2 separate regions of the Arachis hypogaea genome follow, and region 1 is linked to region 2. The links are chromatin contacts, called in public Hi-C maps. All regions are on one chromosome and are shown on one strand. Each heading gives the region's core, a stretch centred on a gene start, on an enhancer-like site or on the middle of the called end of the contact. The rest is flanking DNA. Distances are from core to core; before and after follow the strand shown.

What was found. Hi-C and Micro-C count contacts between places; a contact is called where the count stands out from the background.
Region 1: a Hi-C map of an unstated tissue shows a contact between it and region 2, with 3 times the contacts expected there. The contact joins the enhancer-like site here to the promoter of LOC112783907 in region 2. A contact is called at or near these places in 2 of 8 Hi-C or Micro-C datasets (leaf and an unstated tissue).

Annotation. Positions count from the first base shown.
Region 1 is chr20:13,629,715-13,635,727 of arahy.Tifrunner.gnm2.J5K5, forward strand. It overlaps LOC112783908 (meiosis-specific protein ASY1-like), which reads right to left. Exons shown (of 22, transcript XM_072230938.1): 15 at 5,812-5,932; 16 at 5,603-5,698; 17 at 4,959-5,109; 18 at 4,797-4,876; 19 at 4,654-4,711; 20 at 4,403-4,566; 21 at 4,183-4,308; 22 at 3,477-4,056. The coding sequence ends at 4,003. Among protein-coding and RNA genes, the nearest start is that of LOC112787948, 20 kb to the left of the region's middle. Within about 2 kb of position 3,732, at least 1 of the 3 cell types and tissues checked has open chromatin away from gene starts, as enhancers often do.
Region 2 is chr20:13,587,800-13,594,090 of arahy.Tifrunner.gnm2.J5K5, forward strand. LOC112783907 (REF/SRPP-like protein At1g67360) reads right to left here and starts at 2,119. Exons shown (of 3, transcript XM_025826987.2): 1 at 1,696-2,119; 2 at 1,381-1,617; 3 at 1-659. The coding sequence starts at 1,710. The coding sequence ends at 213.

The DNA of each region.
Region 1 (6,013 bases), core at 2,482-4,981, 44 kb after region 2:
CAAATTTATTGTAATTATATATTAAAAATAAATTAAATAATATATATTTGTGTAAAATATAGAAATACATAATTTGATGTATATATAATATTTTTGTAAAGACTAAACAATTCAATAGAAAGATATCATATGTCATTAACATAAAAAAAAGAGAAAAGAATTAAAATAGCCATAATCGAACAAATTACACTATACCAAACATGATTGTTGCAAAATTTCTAAGGTTAAGAAAAGATAGATTCAAGGAGTGATGTTACAACTTATGATGATGAATGTTTTTTTTTTTAAAACAGAGAAAGCTCAACACATTAAAGTGGAGCAAAACACATAAACATAAAACATAAAACATAAAACATAAAATATGAAACATGCAGACAGAGATCAATTTCCTGGCACCTCCGGCTATGCTACCAACCACCTAAAGAATCACCGCCAGTCCACTCTTTGTAGCTTAACACTATCCTTGTGTGAATAAAGTCAATACTTGCGCTGTTATTATTACGTTCTAACCAGATGTTCCAGATTACTGCAAAGAACGCCGTGATCCACAACTTCTGTCCTTGTCTTCTGTTGTGCATGCCAATCCAACTTCCAAACAGTTCTTTCATGGTCCCAGGAATAACCCATTCTCTACCAAAGAATCGCAACCAAGAGCACCACACTTGCCATGTTACCTCATACCTAATAAATAAATGCTCAACAGTTTTTATCCCTTTGTGGCACAGGATGCAGATATTATCACTATGAATATCAACTCCTAATCTAGTCAACCTCTCCTTGGTATTAATTCTACCAACTAGCACAAACCAACCAAAAAGCTCAATTCTTGGGGGTACCAGGCCTCTCTATAGTGCACTTATGAAGCTATAGCTCGTGATCTCATCCGACAACGTCTCCATTTGCATTACCTGCAGAAAGGATTTCATGGAAAAGACACCTGTATTATCAAATTTCCACACCACACTATCCTCGCTCTCAGATGATAGCTTTACTGGCCTTAGCCGCTCATGCAGTTGATGGACAAGTTCGAGCTCCCATTGGAATAACTCCCTCCTCCATTGAAAATTTCATATCCAATCTAACCCATCCCAAAACCCACATTCCCCAATTACAGATCCTTGTTGGCTTGAAATAGAGAAGAGTCGTGGAAAATTCACTTTCAGAGGACCACCCTGAACCCAATTATCTTTCCAAATTCGGGTTTTCCTACCATTACTGACTTCCATCGCCAGACCACTCACCAGTTTATCTCGCACCCTTTGCTCGTTGATATTGAGCTGTCATATGTCCTTCTAAGGCCCCTCTTTGACCAGTAGAGACTGAGTTGCTAGCATTACATTAGGGGACAACTTGTTGCAAGAACAGACAATCTTTTTTCACAGCGGACATTCTTCCTTTGAAAATCTCCACCACCACTTAAACAATAGTGCTGTGTTTCTAAGCACTGCATCTCCCACCCCAAGCCCCCAACCTTTTTCGGAGTCTGGACCAATTCCCACTTGACCAACGGTATGCCATAGGTTCCGTCCTCCTTGCACCACATAAAGTTCCTTTGTAAAGCAATCAGTTTATCCGCCACCGCCCGTGGCATCTTATACAAACTTAGGTAATAAATTGGCAAGCTATTCAGTACCGATTTGATGAGGACAAGCTTACCTGCTTTATTCAAAACCTTCGCTTTCCATAAACTGAGCTTCTGTTCCACCTTATCTATGATTGGTTTCCAAGTCTTTACCAACCGCGGATTAGCTCCTAAGGAAACCCCAAGGTATCGAACAGGCAACTCCTTCTTTTGGCACCCCAGTAGGCTACACGCATGATCAACCCAGCCTGCTCACAGTTCACCGGTATCAGATTCGACTTATCAAAATTAATGCTCAGCCCAGACATCAGCTCAAAACATCGCAACAACCTCTTATAGTTTACAATTGTTTCCGTCTCTGGCGGGCAGAATAAAATTGTGTCATCTGCGAATTGTAGGTGCGATAGTTCCACATGATCTCCCCCTACCATTAACGGCGCAATGCGCCTGTTCCTGACGGCTTCCCCCAGTATCCTATGCAAAACATCAACTTATGATGAATGTTTAAATTGTAATTTAATTTGGTGATTGTTACAGTGTCTAGAAAGATGGTACCTAATTTATTAAAAAAAAAATAAAAATTAATATTTAATTTAAAATGTGTAAAAATAAATAATTTTTTAAAATTTAAAATTTACTATAAAAAAAATAAATTAGAAAAAATTCATATACTAACTCATAAACACCATAGAGTTGGTTTTGTAATTGATTCGGGAATAATATTATGGAAATAGATTAAATGTAGGTAAATTTGTGAGAAAAATACTTTTATTAGTAACAAATAAACAACATAAGAATTAAATATGAGAAATAGTAATAGAGAACAAGTATTGAGGCTTTTACTATTGTCACAAATGATGAATGAGCTCTTTTAAAGTGGACAAGAATTAAGTAAAACTTGTTGTTGTGTGTTCTAGAAAAACACCTAAATGCTAATTGTATAAATCTTTGTTTGAAGTTGATTGATAAAATGAAGAACAATGAAAATAATTAGGAGAGAAAAAGAAAGAAATAATCTCCAAAATTTCAAAAATATCTCTCTTAAGAATAGTGAGTTGAAGTCCTTTTATGGTCTCAAACTATTTGAAGGAGCATATTGTCTAATGGTTACAATGCCGTAGCCCATCCTTTTTATTCCAAAGTTTGTCACTAAACGAGATAATTAACAAAAGGTATTTTTGATGTTCTCGTTATTTTAAGTTTTTTTTTTAAACTAAAAATGGGTATAAGAAAAAAGTTGATTTCCACAAATTAAGGTAGCTGACAGTGCTTTAGGTATTCGTGTCAAAGAGGTGTCTAAATAAAAGAGTATTCGTGATATGTGACATTTGTGAAGAGACATCTAGTTTAGTTCATTTCTAATAAGATGATGATAATTTCTACACTTTAAATCAACAAATTCAACTAATCTGCTTTCACCAATTTAATTCCCACTTAAAAGATAAATTCAACTCTTTAAAGTATTCTTTTTGAATTTTATTATTTTGGCCCAACACCTATAGAAGGAATTTTACTCTTTTTTTTTTAATCATATTTTAGACTATTTTAAAATTAGAATAAAATATATTTTTTGTCCTTGAAATTTGTAAATTTTTTTTAAAATATTATTAATTTTTATTTTATTTCAATTTTGTTCTAAAAATTTTTTATTTACGTAAAACACCGTGACACCTAAAATTTAGGACTAATTCAATAATAATGCATGAAAAATATCTCTAATTTGCTTATGTTGATAGTTGTTCTTGTAAAATTATTACTAAATTAATTCTACATTTTTTAAAAATTAACTGTCAAGAATATATTTGATGCAATCAAAAATTTTTAAAACAAAATAAAATTTAAAAATATTTTTAAAATTTTTAACAAATTTTGAGTGCCACAAATATACTATACCTTTAAAATTATTCATACACAAAATTACAATTTTGGTCTACAATCAGTAGTTTATAGTTTATAATATTTAACTTAGAGGTAGTCAATTCTATGCTATCCTTTCGTTGTTGTCGGATCTTCTATGCAATCATACCTTTCTAAGATTCCACCCAATCTAAATTTTTATTTAGTTATTTTCTGTTTTGTTCTACAATAAACAAGACACGATGATAGCATGTGCTAAAGTATGTTGCCTGTGGGGAAAGATGGCACCGCATAATGAAAAGTTATATGAACTCCACAGTCCACAAGGACTCGCTTAAGGCCCATGTATTGAACTTCATCAACTAAATGTAACGCATAAACTAGGAAATATAAACTTGACCAAATTAAAAGAAGTTGGCAAATGTAATACTTAGCCCAAATACAAATAACAGATTCTACCTAGTGCATCGTCTTAAGTGTCACTACTGCCTTTTGTCAAATGTTTACTTTGTATGCTATGTGTATATATCAGAATTTGACACACAGATCCCAAATTCAAAGGTTCAAATGGCCTGAGATCTAAGACGCTTCATGTTTTGATAGATAGGCTCCTTGACCTGCAAAGGATGTAAAAGAAGGAAAAGTGTCGAAAAGTAGCCTCAGACTCGGTACAAAAATGCTCCAAATCAAACAAAAATAGTGTAATGTAAGTAAAAAGGATAAGTCATAGACTCATAGTATACCGCGCTTGATTTCCTGGGTCGCTTTTCCTGGGAGGGCTTACTGCAGATATTTGTATCACCTTGGTCGTTTCCATTTGCTCTGCTGTTCTCTTTGCCTGCCGCAAAACTCTCTCTTGAAGCAACTGGCTGTAAAAATTACAGCATCAGTTATATTATGTGACAAGAAACAAAAATAGGGAACCAGTTCTATTGGATAATTTTAAAAAAGATATGAACATACCTCAACCCTGCTCGTGGGTGTGCTTCCAGGCTCTTTGGCCTTTAAGATATTGTGTCCACTCCTCACTGAGTCATTGCCATTTGTATCGGATGTCACTTTCATTCTTGTTAAATCTGATCCAATGGAGTGCAGAACACCACATGTAGACACATCGTAGTTGTTCCCTGATGATCACGGAGGTAACTTCTAATTATGAAAAGCAAAACATTAGATAGGATGAAAGAATGCTCGTAATGGACTTAATCTATTACCATTGGTTAGAATTCCAGCTGGTTTGAACTTGCTATTTGGTTCACCGTTATTAACATCCTGTTAAAGTTTAAAACGAGAAAATGATGAAAACACAATAACGGGTGATTATATATAAACATCGAATACTAGGCAGCCATTGTACCATAGGGTCGGTAGCACCTAGAACTTTCTGGACTTCAATGAACTTCCTCTCAGTCAACTCAGAATGTATCACACGTTTTCCTGATGCCGCATACACAAAAATGTAAGGAGGCAACAACAAAAGCAAAAGAGAAGGACTATGCTGTGATATTCAATTCGACACCTAATCTCTTGCTGCCTTTGGGTTCAAGAAAACCGTCCCGGGTCATTTTATCAATAATCTTCCGTGCTCCTGTCTGGTTTATTTCACCATTGAGAAATGTTTGAAGCTTTGGTGCTGACACGTATGTCATTGGAAGAGCATGATAGAGAGCCTGAAGACATTAATCATACCTAAGTTAATATATTGCGGCAGAAATTAGTCCCAAAGCAGATACAAAATAACTCCTAATCTCCTATGAAAAAGGTAGTCTAAGAGATCCGTGATAATATGAAAAATTCAAACACGGGAAAAAAAATAATAAGTGATAAATAACTTAATTTTAAAAAGTGTATGCAAATTTGATCATTAGATATTTTTTTTAAATAATGTTTTGTCATTTACAAAAAAATGATATAAAATCATCAAATTTTTAAATAAAAAGTCTCTTTTGATTAATTTTAGTTAAAAAAAAATCAAAATTTGATTTTAAAAATTAATTTTGAGAATAGATATCTATTTTTTTTAATTAATATTAACACGTCACAATATATTCACTGATTCCGTTGACACTTTTCGCCCTTGTTGAGATTAGTAGTAAGTGACTGATCTTTGGCCAAAGAAACATCATCATACATACCACATGGAAAGTAAGAATTAACACTCACTCTCATGTACATGTGATCTTCATCCTGCAAAGCTCTGTCACCCTGAGGAATCTGGCCATCAATTTCTTCTTTGACAATGAACTCATATTCTGATTTCTGACAATACAATTCCATCAGATTTAAAATTAAAAAAGAAAATGAGAAGGGAAAACAAAAAGATACTGACAAAAACAAATAAAGTAGCTAGATCAGTTAGGAGATAAATCAACCTTGTCTTTGTTAATGGCGTAGGTGTCATTTCCTGTTTTTGATAGCACCCCATTCTGAACAAGCTTATCCATGATCTCTAAAGAACATAAAATCAGACAAGAGCAACCGAGTGTTCTGTTTCTTTAACATATTGATGATATTTGCAGCAAGGATTGAACATAGTTAACCTTCATACCTTCAATTAGAACCTGCAGTGAAATA
Region 2 (6,291 bases), core at 869-3,368:
ATACTCAAAAGTAAGTAACTACAGTTACATGGTCTTCACTACCAACACCATCAAATAGTTGGAGCCACACAATCACACGTCCCAAATAGTGTTCAAGACTCAAAGCAAAGCTCAGTTGGAATCAGATTCCAACCCCGGTCTTTTTCTTCCTCTTTCCCCTCTCTTTTTGAAGGAAGCAACAGAACTCAAACTCAAAACCAAGAACTAGAGGATTATGATCTCTTCCCATTCTTACAGGCTTCTTCATCTCCTCCGTTCATGCTTGCCTCACCGCCCTGCCTGAACGCCTTGGCAATGTCATCGACGGGAATCAAAGGCAAATAACCAGAGAGAGGATACCCTTTACCACTCAAATGCTTAACTATGTGGTTATACTTATCCGAACAATGAGCAGCAGTGGGCACAGCCACATCTGCCAGTGCATGAAATGGTGGGAAGTGGTTTAGTCCTTTCCATAACTTCACTGAGTTAATTAGCACCAAATCCTTTGACTCTCTGGTTACATAATGTATAGCTGCTCTTGGCCCTCCACATTGAACCTCACTTGCAAATCGTCCGGCTTCATGTGCAAGACTCTGAATCAAACTCCTTGCTTTGGAAGCACCCTGCTTAGCAAAAGAAGGAGCATGCTCACCGAACTTGTGAGTAGCATCATCTACCTGGAACATGCTAATATTAGTTTCCATCCAAAGTAAATTGTAACATTTTTATGATAGAATTCTAAGCACAACGGGTACAAGAGAACATAGGAAAGCCTTCTTAAAAAGAAAATATATTGGGACTGAACCTAGCAGAAGAAGAAAGAGGCATCTGGAGTGTGCTTGGTTGGGACTCAACTGATGAAGCTCTATGGAGGAAAGTAATTAATAAATGAGGAAAGAGGAGTTAGAAGACCAACCGATTTTATGATTTGTAGCCATAATTTTAGTGGTAGGAGATTACATTTAATGGTGTGAGATTACTAATTTTTTTTGCTAGGTAAACACTGACCAAATTTTAATAAAAATACTGATCCCATGAACTTTCTCATGAGTAAATTATGCATCAAGGCCATTCAAGAAAATTCTGCCCCCATTTTTACCCCGCCAGTTAGACATGATATATGTATGATAGGACTCAATTTGTCGACCCTACCAAGTGGGTAAGGCTTTGTTGTTGTTGTTAGTTAAATTTTTTGAAGGTGAATCAAGGGAACCACTTTTAAAAATTTTAGCAGATCATCACCATCAAAACAATATAGATTTTGTTCTGCATATATATAGCCTAGAAATTTTACTTTGTAAAAACACACATAAAATTTAGCAGCACTGATCCCAAACCAGGTTTGAATAATTATTCTTTTGTCATGCCGGTCTGAATCAGATCGAATTTAATGAATACCTTGTTGTCAACAAAAACGAGGACATCATCTGGGACATCCTTGAGTTTGTTGTAGACAGGGCCCAGAACGGAAGTTACAGTGCCCTCAACCGTCCCAACGGCAGATCTCAAAGGGCCCGAGTTTTGCTTTGCGTATTCATACAGATTTGTGACAACCACAAAGGTTTGAATTGCAGCAACCCTCACAAACCCAAGATGCTTCAGCTCTTTGTTCTTGTTCTCAAATTTCACCTCTTTCTGCAGAGAAAAGCAATTCACCAATTATCCATGAAAAAGGAAAAATAATATCAGAGAAGGGAAGTGTTATATGCTAACCTCGGTGGTGGCCATTGGTTTTATACTTTTATACGTGTTTGGAGATGTTTCAGAGGAGAAAACAGTGGAGACTGAAGGGAGTTCAATTACGTTTTATAGGAAGAAGACGGAGTTAAAGACCCACAGAATGAACTGAAACCAGGGAACGAAATTGGAGATAACCTTCAAAGTTGTCTTGTTTGATGAGGATTAAGGTGTCACGATTCAACATAAAACAACGATTAATTAATAAATCTTAGATTAAAACACACGTATTTGTGTTCGTCTAGGCAGTGGTGGGGTCTACGCTCAGACCGACTCCTAGGGATCTTTCTAGGCCAAACTAGGGGTTTTGAGAAGACACGTGGCAACCTCTCACAGAAGAGTAGAAATTTGAGAATCTTCTTCGGAGTGGAGCGACTGGGACAGTATTCTTTTGTAAACTTAAAATTTTGAGAGCAAATATCACTTGTCATTTAAATTGATTTTCAAAAATTTTTTAATTAAATTTATTTTTTAAAAATTTTAAATTAGTTAAATTAAATTTTTAATCAATTTTTTTTATTTATGCTGTCAAAATTTATTTATATGAAATAAGATTAAATTAATTAAATTATATAAATTTATTATCTTAATAACTAATTATAATTATCAAGTATTATTATAGTTAGTGTTACATTATTTAACATACTATATTAATAAATTTTGAAAATAAAAATGATAAAAGAATTAATATAAATAATTTAAATTTTTCAAAAAATAAATTTAATTAAAAAAATATTTTTAAAATAATTTAAAAAATAAATACTCTCTCAAATAAATGTTCTAATTTTTTTATAATTAATAAATGCTCTAATTTATTCCCTCTGTCTCTCTGAATATGAATAATTGGATAAATAGTCCAATGCTTTCGTTTTTGTGGCCCAAAATATCCCAAGGACGCAGGCTATAAACGCATTCGAACATTGGTTTTATGTCAAAAAAATATTAGTTTAAACTCGAGACAAAAAAAAAAAATATATTTGTTTAAATGGAGTGATAATGATTAGGATGTATTTAGAGAATTATTTTTAGTGTATTTTAAATATAAATGACTTTAAATATTGTTGATCAAAAAAATATTTCGATGAAGGTAAACGGTTTGAAGTGGTAAAGCGGTCGAAAACCTAAACAGTTTTCGAAAAGACACACGCAAGCATTAGATGGAGGTTCTCGACACGGATTCGATTTCAAGGCCTTTCGATAAATCGAACAAGTCAAATCGAACAAGGTACTCGAGTCAGGTAATCGAAATAAGTTATTCTAATAAGTGATTCGAGTAATTATGGTAGTGGATAAGTTAGAGGCTTCTATCACGCGGGAAATCATGAGAAACGTTTAGGCGGAACCGTTATCAAGGAGAACACATTTAAAGTTGTGATTTTGTAATTAATTGTAATTAATTGTCCGTTACCAAAAGTAGATTATAAATACCAGGAAGTCTTAGGGAATAAGGATTGGAACTTTAACTCAGAAAAACACTTAAACACACTCACATCCTAGGAAATTCCTGAGTCTGTGATCGAGTAACTTTTCTATAGGGTTCCTTCCATATTTTCATTCTTTCAATTTATCTTTCTGTAAACTTTATTTCTTCAAGTAAATTTATCTTGCAAGTATTCTTTATCTTCATTGTTCAATTTACATTCCTACATTTTAGATTTTCATGTCAAAGTTCTTTGATCTAATCGAAGGCATTTTACTGCTTTCTTTCAACTTCAACACAAACCTTTCCGTTTTCAACATATTTCCTTTTCAAAAACTTTACCTTTTTATTTCTTTCCTTGACTTATAAATTTTTAATTCATCTTTATTCCCAATGCCCATCTAATCGAAGACACTTTGATACACTTTTAGAAAACTGGTACCTACAAAGAGGAGTAGGTTTCGCTCCCAGACCATTAGAATCGAACCACCATCGATTTGCTAAAAATCGACAAAATAAATTGGCACACCCGATGGGACAGTTTTAAAATTTTGAAATGTGCCAAATAAGTATTTTGTGGTGTCATTCAGTGTATGCGATTACGAAGTGGAAAGATCATTCACATGGCTGATGAAATGTCAAATGTGAATGGTGGTTCATCCACCAATGATAGCATACCAGTGTCTGCGCAACAAGCGGACGTGACTTCACGTTCAGAAGGTGCAATCGGAATTGAAAGTATAGCAGTTAGGACTGTTCAGACTGAAAACATTGGACGTAATACTCGTCCACGTAGCACTTTACCACCATTCCAGCCTCCACTAACCGCTGGTTGGCCTCTATATGGTCTTCCCCCTGGTTATACCCCACTAGTGGGTGGTTTTGTTCCACCTATTCATTTTGGGAGTACAAGTAGAGTGAATAATATTCAAAATCCACAACAGTATTCCGAGTATTCTCGTGATTATAATGTGGGCTCTACTTCGAATGCTACTAATTCAATGGCAGTATATCGACAACAAGTAGAGGAAAGTCAACATGATTTAGTCAATTTATTGACTCAACAAATGACCACAATTCTCAATCCAATGATGGCTGATCACGAATTGAAATTCGAACGTCTTGCTAGGCAAGTCGAACGTATTGCTCGAATCAAAGATTATGAGGAAGAAGAAGGGCATAATCCCAGGGGAAATAATGAAAGGTTGGAAAATATATTTCAAAATGAAAATAATGCTTTTAATAGATAAAATCCTCATATAGTTCCCCATGGTCAAAATGCTGATGAATATCTGGCCAGATTACGTGCTAATCATGGCGGTGAACGTTATCAAGTCACCAGAATTATAGAAGATGTTCTGAATCGAGTTGGTCTGAATGTTGGTTTCATGAACCGACCACACTTTGTGTTGGCTTTTTCCCAAGTTGTTCAAATGGCAGAAGTGCCAAGAGGGGTGAAAAATTCAAAGATAGTCACAAAATTTGCTGGGAAAGTTGGATAATCAACCACTGAGCATGTTGCACGATATTTGGTTGAGATTGGGAATTTAGCTAATGATGAAAATTTGAAAATGAATTTTTTTCCTTCTTCGTTAATGAAGAATGCATTTACTTGGTTTTCAAATCTCAGACCAAATTCGATAACAACATGGAATCAGTTGGAAACTGCTTTTCACGCTCAGTTTTATCGAGGGGAAATGAATGTGGCAGTTACAGATGTAGTGGCTCTGAAACATGAAGATGGTGAAACCATTGATGATTATCTAATACGTTTCAAGAATGCTAGAAGTAGGTGCTATGTGTCATTACCCAAAAGTGAGATAGTGAAAATAGCAACTATGGGGTTACGGTTTTATATGCGCAGAAAGCTGCTCAATATGCATATCCCTGATTTAGCCCATTTGGCTGAAAAGGTTCGTCAAACTGAACTCATGAAAAATGAGAAAGAGAAATTTAGGAGTGAGCAAAGATCGAAGAGTAAACCCTTTACTCGAAAAGAGGAGGTTGCTTACGTGACTATGGAGTCCTCGGAGGAGGAATTCGATTTCGAAACAGAAGTCGATTTGACTGAACTTAAGAAAGGCCCTCCTTATGTTTGTTCTTTACTCAAAAATCTTCCTAGTAATGAAAAGTTGAATGATTCAAAACTAAAAAGTGGAAAGAAATATAGTTTTGATATCTCAAAATCTGATCAGATTTTTGATGTGTTACTTAAAGATAAACAGTTAATTCTGCCTGAGGGTAGATCTTTACTTTCGGTGAAAGATTTAAAAGGGAAACTTTATTGCAAGTTTCACCAAGCAACGAGCCATTCGACTAACAATTGTGTTCGTTTCAGGGACTTGATTCAGGAAGCAATAATGGAAGGATGGTTAAAATTCAATGATGGCAAGAAGGAGATGAAGGTTGATGTTGATCCCTTCGATGTTGATGCCAATTTTGTTGAGCCTTACTTGGGAGTGAATATGGTTGGCATGTCATATGACTTTGATGTGAATCTGGATGATTTTGAGTCACAAGTAAGATCTGTGTATCCCAGGGTAGGGGATGGTTTGTTGGACTTTCTGGTTCAACAAAAGATTAAAGACCGGGATGTATCCTTGTGTCTACGATGCAATGCTGTTTTTGATGCCGAAGCAGCGGCAATCTTCGAGAAGGAGAGAATGAAGAAAGAATTGGCTAATAGGGAAGAGCAGGCACGCCAGAGACAACCAATTCGGCATTTTGAGGGTCAAAGTTCTAAGACCCCTCAACAAAGTACTGCTGCACCTTTAAGCTGATCTCAGGCCATAGGTGTTCGGTGGATTCGAAACTGTCAGGAGTTTCAGAAAAGAGATCATCTGTATCGACGCAACTCACAATGGGGACATCGGGGTCCTCCTCGAAATCAGTACCCCTATTATCGTGGTCGGGCCAAAGGGTATCCGAGAGGCAGAGGAGGCAGGAGAAATTCCAATCAAAGTAAAAAGCCTCAGGTGGAAGTAAGCAAGGGGGCAACTCCCTCTGTACATTCTCGAATTGTCTTTCCTTCTGATGGAGAGACTTGTCCAAAAGGGATTCCGTCTCCTGCTAAAATGGAAAAAGGCAAGGCGATAGCCCAATCTTCAGGATTCGACAAAAAAAAAGAAGTCGATGTTGATGAATAATATTTT